Regions from separate parts of the Mus musculus genome. Here region 2 is linked to region 1. The links are chromatin contacts, called in public Micro-C maps. All regions are on one chromosome and are shown on one strand. Each heading gives the region's core, a stretch centred on a gene start, on an enhancer-like site or on the middle of the called end of the contact. The rest is flanking DNA. Distances are from core to core; before and after follow the strand shown.

What was found. Hi-C and Micro-C count contacts between places; a contact is called where the count stands out from the background.
Region 2: a contact with region 1 is called in a Micro-C map of trophoblast stem cells, with 4 times the contacts expected there. The contact joins two enhancer-like sites. A contact is called at or near these places in 1 of 39 promoter capture datasets (cancer-associated fibroblasts), 8 of 15 datasets of contacts at CTCF or cohesin (CD8 T cells, the G1E-ER4 cell line, the NIH/3T3 cell line and 4 more), 140 of 484 Hi-C or Micro-C datasets (the 3T3-L1 cell line, 3T3-L1-derived adipocytes, the AML12 cell line and 87 more), 9 of 115 datasets of contacts at active chromatin or transcription factors (bone marrow-derived dendritic cells, embryonic basal ganglia, embryonic forebrain and 6 more) and 5 of 9 other capture datasets (adipose tissue, embryonic stem cells, embryonic trunk and 2 more).

The regions. Positions count from the first base shown.
Region 1 is chr5:140,544,406-140,549,031 of GRCm38.p6, reverse strand. It overlaps Gm42808 (a long non-coding RNA gene), which reads left to right. Exons shown (of 3, transcript XR_001785008.2): 1 at 1-72; 2 at 2,641-2,793. Among named protein-coding and RNA genes, the nearest start is that of Gm42808, 3.0 kb to the left of the region's middle. Within about 2 kb of position 3,266, at least 3 of the 459 cell types and tissues checked have an H3K27ac peak or open chromatin away from gene starts, as enhancers often do. A contact at or near this core is called in trophoblast stem cells, where this site is marked.
Region 2 is chr5:140,678,410-140,682,605 of GRCm38.p6, reverse strand. Iqce (IQ motif containing E) reads left to right here. Exons shown (of 23, transcript NM_028833.3): 13 at 149-204; 14 at 1,661-1,890. Among named protein-coding and RNA genes, the nearest start is that of Iqce, 22 kb to the left of the region's middle. Within about 2 kb of position 1,470, at least 7 of the 459 cell types and tissues checked have an H3K27ac peak or open chromatin away from gene starts, as enhancers often do. A contact at or near this core is called in trophoblast stem cells, where this site is marked.

The DNA.
Region 1 (4,626 bases), core at 2,017-4,516:
GATTAAGGAGTGTTCCACACCGCCGCCCAGATGAGGCAGAAGGAGTTCCAGGCCAGCTAGGACCAATGAATGGTGAGACTCTATTTCACAAATAAAACAAAAGAATATAAGTAAGAGTTCTATATTGAATGTACAAAGACGTTGGTAGCAACAGCCAACAGTCTGATTTAGAGATGAGTGAAGAAAAAGGTGGGAGGGGTGTGTGCAGGGAAACACCTGAATGCACTCATCAGTGCACACACAAGAACACACACACAGCACATGCGTGTACACAGCACAGAGTAGCTTTTCTGTCCTAATATATATATTAGGGAGGAGGAGAGGAGAGGAGAGGAGGGAGGGAGGGAGGGAGGGAAGGAGGGAGGGAGGGAGGGAGGGAGGGAGGGAGGGAGGGAGGGAGGGAGGGGATCTCACTATGTCCCCTTGGCTACCCTGAAACTTGATCAAGCTCTCTCAACTCTCTCTGCCTCCAAGTGTGGGGATTGGAGTCCCGTACCATTGTGCTTGTCCTTTCTGTTCTATCTTACCACGTGGACGCACTCTACATGGATGGAGCGATGGCTCAGTAGTTAAGAACACTTGCTGCTCTTGCAGTGGGCCTGAGTTCCGTTCTCACCCCCAACATTCAGGGGTTCACTACTTCCTGGAACTCCAGCTCCAAGGGATCTGACACCTTCTTCTGGCTTCTGCAGGTTCCTGGACACACATGGCAGATGTGTGCACATGTGCACGCCCATGCGTGCACACACACACATACCAATAAATTTTTTAAAATGTTAAGGGGCTGAGGAGATGGCTTAGTGGTTGGGAGTGCCAACTGCTCTTCTAGGGGTCCTGAGTTCAGTTCCCAGCAACCACATGGTGGCTCACAACCATCTGTAATAGGATCTGCTGCCCTCTTCTGGTGTGTCTGAAGAGAGCAATGGTGTACTCATATGCATAAAGTAAATAAATAAATCTTTAAAAAAATGTTAAAAGCACACAGTTGTTTGAGATGGCAGCTTTTGTACATTGGGATCTGTGGTTGAATGTTGAAATCCAGAGCTCAAGGACATCTGGTGAACCCCTGGGGACACTGGAACAGTCTGTGACATTAACAAAAGAATTATTTTAAAAAATATTTTATTTAGCTGGGCTGTGGTGGCGCATACCTTTAACACCAGCACTAAGAAGGCAGAGGCAGGTAGATCTCTGAATTCAAGGCCAGCCTGGTCTCCAGAGTGAGTTCCAGGACAGCCAGGGCTATATAGAGAAAACCTGTTTTGAAAAATAAAAATATTTTTTAAAATATTTATTTATTTTATGTATGTGAGTACACTGTAGCTGTTCTCAGATACACCAGAAGAGGGCATCAGATCCCATTACAGATGGTTGTGAGCCACCATGTGGTTGCTGGGAATTGAACTCAGGACCTCTGGAAGAGCAGTCAGTGCTCTTATCCACTGAGCCATCTCTCCAGCTCCTAAAAGAAATCATATTTATTGCAGGCACTGCCATCTCCAGGCCTGATAAGTTTGATCCCTAGAACCCACGTTGGAAGGAGAGAACTGGGTTCCACACAAGCCACAGCATGTGGATAAAACACATATCTTCATGATTATGTGTGTATACCTGCACATATGTGTGCCCCCGTACACACATGGAGAGGCAGAGATGCCAAGGTCCACATATGAGTACACATTTTTTTTCCAGAAGATTTTTTTTTTTAAAGATTTATTTATTTATTATATGTAAGTACACTGTAGCTGATTTCAGACACACCAGAAGAGGGAGTCATATCTTTTTACGGATGGTTGTGAGCCACCATGTGGTTGCTGGGATTTGAACTCGGGACCTCCGGTAGTGCAGTCAGTGCTCTTAACCGCTGAGCCATCTCTCCAGCCCTTTCCAGAAGATTTTAACAGATTTATTTATAATTGTTCTATAGCTGAACTGTTGAAATGTGTTCACGGAAACATTTTGTTTGCATTAATGCTTTACATCTTGCATTTATATTAAAAATTCACACACAAATGAACGTGGAGAAACTGCCAATGCCTGATTCTGTCCCCTATTGTTCCACTTGCAATCAGATACTTAGGTACCTTTGACCCTATGGAAAAAATATCTAGCATTCAGAACTACTGATAACAGGAAAAAGAGAAAAAAAAAAACTTTGAGAATGAAATGTTTCCCCTCATAGTGGACTCTTAAGCACGTTCTCCGCGTGTGCGGCATGCTAGCTGGAGATCTTTTGGCATAATTGTTACACGTTTGGCATGGATAGCACACACATTGGTATCTTCAAAATGGCCAACCAGATAGGCCTCACTTGCCTCCTGCAAAGCACCAATAGCTGCACTCTGGAAGCGCAGATCTGTTTTGACGTCCTGAGCAATTTGTCGCACCAGACACTAAAAGGGGAGTTTGCGAATCAGAAGTTCAGTGGACTTATAGCGTCTGACTTCACGGAGTGCCACAGTATCAGGCCTGTAACGATGAGGTGTCTTCACCCCTCCAGTAGAGGGCGCACTCTTGTGCGCGGCTTATGTAGCCAGTTGTTTCCTGGGTGCTTTACCACCGGCGGATTCGCGCGCGGGCAGACTGCTTTGTACAAGCTATGGTATTGACACCTCCTTACTTACCCCACTTCTCCTTCAGCTGGAGCTCGGCAATTGAGAGGCAGCGTTGGCAGAGTAAGCATCTTCTTGCTTGCGGTGGTCCAGATGGGTGTCCAGAAGCCAAGAAGCAAGCATCCCTACACAGGAGAGAGAGATTAATCACGCCTGGAGTCTGTTCCTTCCGGGAAGTGGGGTGAGAAGCATCTCTATAAGGCTGGAGTTTGTGGTGAGACGCGGGGCTGTGTAAGAGAGGACACTCCCTGTGGGGCATACTGTAGCAGAGCCAGATGTGGTTGTCCCCTGTGCATCTGGATGCTGAGACCAGATCCCTCTTCTGCTGGGCCCCTCTGTCCTTTGTCCATCTGATCAGACTGATCACCTGCAGTGGCAGACACCTGCTGGCCGGAGCTGTTTTTTCAGCACCAAAGTGGCCTCCATTTTACCTGGGTATCCAAGGCACGACAGGACCTGAGATCAACCTGGCCCATTTGGCTATCCATAGAGGTTCCCCAGGACCCCAATGGACAGGAGCCAGGATGCTGGGGGACCACGAGTGCTCACAGGCAGGCGGGATCTGCTGGAATTAGGAGCCTGGGTGTGGCTGAGGCTTCCATGTGCATGCCTGGAACAGAGAGAGGCTGCAGCAGGGGCAAGAACAACAGGAATTGGAGCCGGGGAGGGGGGGTGAGTCATAGCCCCTAGGGGGACTGTTCTTGTGTTGGTTGTATTCAGAGGATACTGGAAGTCTTCTCAGGACCCTCTCCTTCGGTATTACCCTGCTTGTGACATTCTAAGCCTTCCCTCTTCTCCCTTAGCTCCATGATTGATAGAGATAAGGGATGGGGGGCAGAAAGTCCCAACCAGCACCCCAGATCTCCACCGGAAGCCGTAGAACACTACAGCTACTAGTGATGGTTTGTATATGCTCGGCCCAGGGAGAGGCACTATTTGGAAGTGTGGCCCTGTTGGAGTAGGTGTGTCACTGTGGGTGTGAGCTTTAAGACCCTCATCCTACCTGCATGAAAGCCAGTATTCTGCTAGCAGCCTTCAGATGAAGATGTAGAATTGTCAGTTCCTCCTGCACCATGCCTGCCTGGATGCTGCCATGTCCCTGCCTCGATGATAATGGACTGAACCTCTGGACCTGTAAGCCAGCCTTGATCAAGGTGTCTGTTCACAGCAGTAAAACCCTAACTAAGACACTACTGCTCACAGAAGCCCAGGGTACCACTGGCTGGCCCTCAGCAAATGGGACAGGAAGGAATGTGCCTACAAACCTCACACCCATCCAACCACCCACTTCTGCTCAGTGACATGTTCCTGCAGTTATGGCTGGTCCATGCAAGGATGCTCCTTTAGAGAGATGGCATCCATGTGGCCTCTCTGAATCACTGTGGGAAAGGGTTGTGTTTGCAGGTAACGGGGGCGGGACTCCTCCTTCTGTGTTTCGGCCCCGTGTTCCTTAGACTCTCATCTCCAGAAAAGACCCAAGAACTATTTTTCAGCTTACTGGAAAAAGAATGTGTTTTGGTTTATGGTTTCCAAACTTCCAGGCCATGTGAAGCTGCTTCTGTGTGTCTGGGTCGTGGTGGGGCAGAGCATCATGGTGGACGGACATGGTGGAGAGGGGCAAGTGGAAGAGAGGGGGAGGAAGAGAAAGAGTAGTAGTAGGGGCCAGCGAGATGGCTCAGTAGGAAAAGGAGCTTGCCACCAGTCCTGAATATCTGAGTTCAATCCCTGGGACCCATGTAGTGGAAGGACTCCCTGGCTCCTAAAAGATATCATTTTCAATTCAACCCATAACAAGCTCCATGCATGTGTGGACCTCCTCAGATAGGAAGGCTCGCACTGCAGCCCTGGCAGGGTCTGTTTTGTCAGAATCACGGCAGCCTGTTTCCTGTACGTTCTCAGATATTTCAGTGACGATTTCAGTGACTTTAATTGGAAAAATACATACTTTAGAGAAAGAGTTTTTTTTTATTTGTGTGTGTGTATGTGTGTGTGTGTGTGTGAGAGAGAGAGAGAG
Region 2 (4,196 bases), core at 221-2,720, 140 kb before region 1:
TGAGATAAGGAACCCTCAGGGCAAGCACCTGCCCCACGGGGTCTGTGGCTTGTCTGGCAGCCTGGAGAGGCTGTGGGTCCATGCCTGAGAGGAACGATCCTACTACAGTAGCCCATGGACACTGTCTTGTAAATCCTACTGCTCTTAGGTTACGGGGACTGGAGCAAGCCCCGGCTGCTGAGACGCATCGCAGAGCTAGAAAAGGTAAGTGCAGGTCTAATGTCTGATCACTCAGGGTCTACCCAGGCCAGGGAGCAGCTACTATCTGGTTCAGTGGGAGACAGAGCTGCAGCATGAGATAAGTCACTCAACACAGACGTATGGGTGCTCTGCAGACCTTACCAAGTACACACAGGAAAGACTACACTCCTTGCAGGTCTGGGCAAGATGCAGGATTGTGTCATGCACAGCCCTCATTTTATAGAGGGCCAGGCCCAGGAACCCATTACTGGGCTTCTTGTAGCAACAAGTGAACATGTATGACCATGAAGTGCCTGTGGTCTAGCCTGGTGCGTGCATATGTCTGCAAAGCCCAGACTTTTATATAATACTCACACTCTTAGCAATCTTTTCAGCTACACGGCTGACCAGGAGACCTGGGAGGCTATCGAGCATTTCCTTATCTCCCACCCCCACACCAACCCCACAGAACTGACTGATTCTGGGAAACTTGTCCATCCAGTTAAGATCTTGAGATTGTATAACAGGGATGTAACCTAAAGATACAGCTCCTACCTAGACTGTAGGTAAGGGGAAGACTTCGGCTCAGTGGTAGAGCCCCTGCCTAGAATCCCCCAGTGAGGGGCTGGGGTGTGGCTCAGTGGTAGAGCCCCTGCCTAGAATCCTCCAGTGAGGGGCTGGGGGCGTGGCTCAGTGGTAGAGCCCCTGCCTAGAATCCCCCAGTGAGGGGCTGGGGTGTGGCTCAGTGGTAGAGCCCTACCTAGAATCCCCCAGTGAGGGGCTGGGGTGTGGCTCAGTGGTAGAGCCCTACCTAGAATCCCCCAGAGAGGGGCTGGGGTGTGGCTCAGTGGTAGAGCATCTGCCTAGAATGAATCTGCTGTTGAAGGACTGCGGGTGTGACTTGGTACAGGGGCTTGCCTAGGATGGGTTCTATCCCAAGTATTGAAAGAAAAAGTTGTGAGCCAGAGTTCCCCAGTTGTGTGGCAAAGCTGTGCAAAGCCTAAGGGAGAATGTGTTAAATACAGTCACATACTGACAAAGTAGAAAGCAAAAGAAGTGTATGTTGTGGAAATACTTTATACATAAAGCACACTGGGAAATTCAGAAAACCCAGGTATATCCCTAGAGCCATTAGGCAAGGCCTGGGGAGACAGGCGTTACTTTCAGACAGAATTAGATTGGCTGAAGGTCCATCACCAGGGTTGGAAATCTCCCACATTCCAATGTCTGTATCCTCCTTGCCTGCCTACCTCCCTGGTAGCCTTTGTGGTAGTGTAGGTAGCTCTGACTCATGGCCTGCCTCTGGGCCTGGCCAGCCCTTTCCCACTTTGGGCTTTGACTGCTAGGAAGGGAATCTTTCCAGAGCAGTGGCCCTGCTGGCTCAGCCCCCACAGTGAAGCTTCTCCCATACACCAAAGATTGGCTGGCCCTGCACCTCACAAACAGAGGTCATGTTAACAAACACTTCCATTGCCTCCAGAAAGTGAGTTCCTCAGAAAGCCCAAAGCAATCGACTTCAGAGCTGGTGAATCCGAATCCCCTGGTCCGCTCCCCATCCAACATCTCAGTGCAAAAGCAGCCGAAAGGGGACCAGTCCCCAGAGGACCTGCCCAAGGTGGCCCCGTGTGAGGAACAAGAGCATCTCCAAGGAACCGTGAAGAGCCTGAGAGAGGAGCTGGGTGCACTGCAGGAGCAGCTGCTGGAGAAAGAGTGAGTGCCTGGACCCAGGCCATCCAGGGCTGAAGTGCTGGGCCCATCTGTGTGAGTTAGAGGGGGAACCTGCCTGTTATCTCAGCACTTGGAGGGGTTTGGGCAGGAAGATCATAAGTTCAAGGCCAGCCTGTGTGTCTTAGTTACTTTTAAATTGTGATAAAGCCATGATCAAGGCTGCCAGCCCTGCCCACCCTGAAACCTGTTGCAGAGGAAGGGTGTCAGGCCCTACCCCCATAGGTGCTGTTTGGGAACACTAGGCCTTGTGCCTGCCCCTCCCCCATAGCCCTTCTCCCAAATACCCCCCACCCTACCCCACCCCAGACACCCTTACTCCTCCTACCTTACCTACCTTACCCTGGCCCTGTCCATTTGAGAGCTGGTCAGGTGACGCAGGGCCTCAGGCTCTGCCCACTCATAAGCTGGTGAGGGTTGCTAAACTGGTCCCACTTGGGAGCTAACTGGCAAGGAGGGCCCCAGGTCCTGCCCACGCCAGAGCTAGCTAGGGTTGCAGGGTTTGAAGCTCAGCTGGAGAGGTTAGGAATAGAGGATCCAAGGCCCCACCCGCTGGGACGTGAGGTTGAGAAGCAGATCCCCAGCAGGCCTGGCGTGTGCCAGCGTTCCCAGCACTTGGGAGGCTGAGGCAGGATCAACTGGCAGGAGCCAGGTAAGCCTGGCTACATAGAGAAACTCAAAAATCCAAGATCCGGGGATGTAATTCAGTGGTGCGGTACGTGTCAAGTGAGAGGGCTGTAGTTCAATGGTGCAGTTCTCGCCCAGCATGTGGGCCATCCTTCAGTAATACAGTACTTGCCCAGCATATGGGTACCTTAAATTCAAGCCCTAGAAGCATGGGATGGGGGAAGGCCAGTGTAAAAGTTCAGACCTGCCAGACCCTACAAACTGTCCCTGGTTGCCTCCCGGCCTACTTTCATATGCACCGCTGAGAGTTGATGGTGGGTTCCTTGTAAAACTTAGCATTTCATGGAAAGACACTTAAGTTATGATGGTGGGCCTGAGAAATGGATCATGAGATAAAGGCACCTGCCACCAAGTCTGATGGGCCTGCCTTAGATCCTGGGACCTACCTGGTGGGAGGAGAGCCAGCTCCCACACGGTTTCCTCTGACCTCCACATATGTACCATGGCACATGTGCAAGTGTGCATGCAGATACACACAGTTTATATAAAAATAAATCACATCGGACACTCTGAAGTAGGCAACGCCTGCATTTTCTGTCACGCTGTTATCCATGCACAGTAAGACAAGACAAAACAAAAAACAGTTGTTACCTCAAAGGGGTTAGCAGTTTCTTCTGTAGCCAGATATGAGTGGCCACAGTTACCTCAAATACTGTGTTCCACCGTGGTAACAGTTTCATGAGGTTGTTTAAAATGTCAGAACAGAGAAAACCCTAAATCAGGCAACTTAAATACATGGGTGGAAACCGTGGGGAGGTGGATTTCCGAGAGCAGGGGAATCTCAGCTTCAGCTGCTGTCTGAGGACTTTCTTAGCCTTTGGGTGGGAAGCCAGAGGACCATCTGTACCTTCTGAAAGGATTTGCCTAAAGGTCACATGGACGTTCGGTCCCACACAGAGATAGACATTGATGGCTGTTAGGACAAATGAAAGGAAGTTCACGGTAATTTGACTCTGAACCTGTAGCATTGCAACCCTACACACTCACACACAAAGTTGTAGTTGTTCAAATGTTTAGCACCGGGGACTGGAGCAGTGGCTCAGCAGTTAAGAACATTTGTTGCTCTTGCAGAAGTCCTGGGTTCGATTCCCAGCACCCACATGGCAGCTCACAGTCATCCATGACTCCATTTCCAGGGCATCTGACACCTGCTTCCGACCTTGCATGTGGTGCCCATACATGCGCCAGGCGAACATTCATACACACAAAATAAAAGTCAATCTTTTTAAAGTTTTAACACAGATGTGGGAACTGCAGTTCACACTATGAGGTGTGTCACAGTTGCTACCTCTTTCAAAGCCCTTGCTATGTGACAGTCACCCCGCTAAACACTCAACGAGAAGCTTGTTGAATGTGGAGATTAGCAAGGATCTGGAGAAGTGGGGTCACCAACGTGAAGTGGCAGATCTGGGTTTCAAACAGAGCCTTCAAGGCTGAGTTCATGGCCCCAGTGCCACCCATATCTTGGTGCAGCATCAGCCCGGAGCTCAGGGTAAGCAGTGTCCCAGTTTAGGCCAGAGGGAAGCAGACACTTCCTGGGCTCAGACACTACTGAGGAAGGCACTGTGTCACTTAAGTGTCCTCAAGGGCTCTGTCTCAGGGCA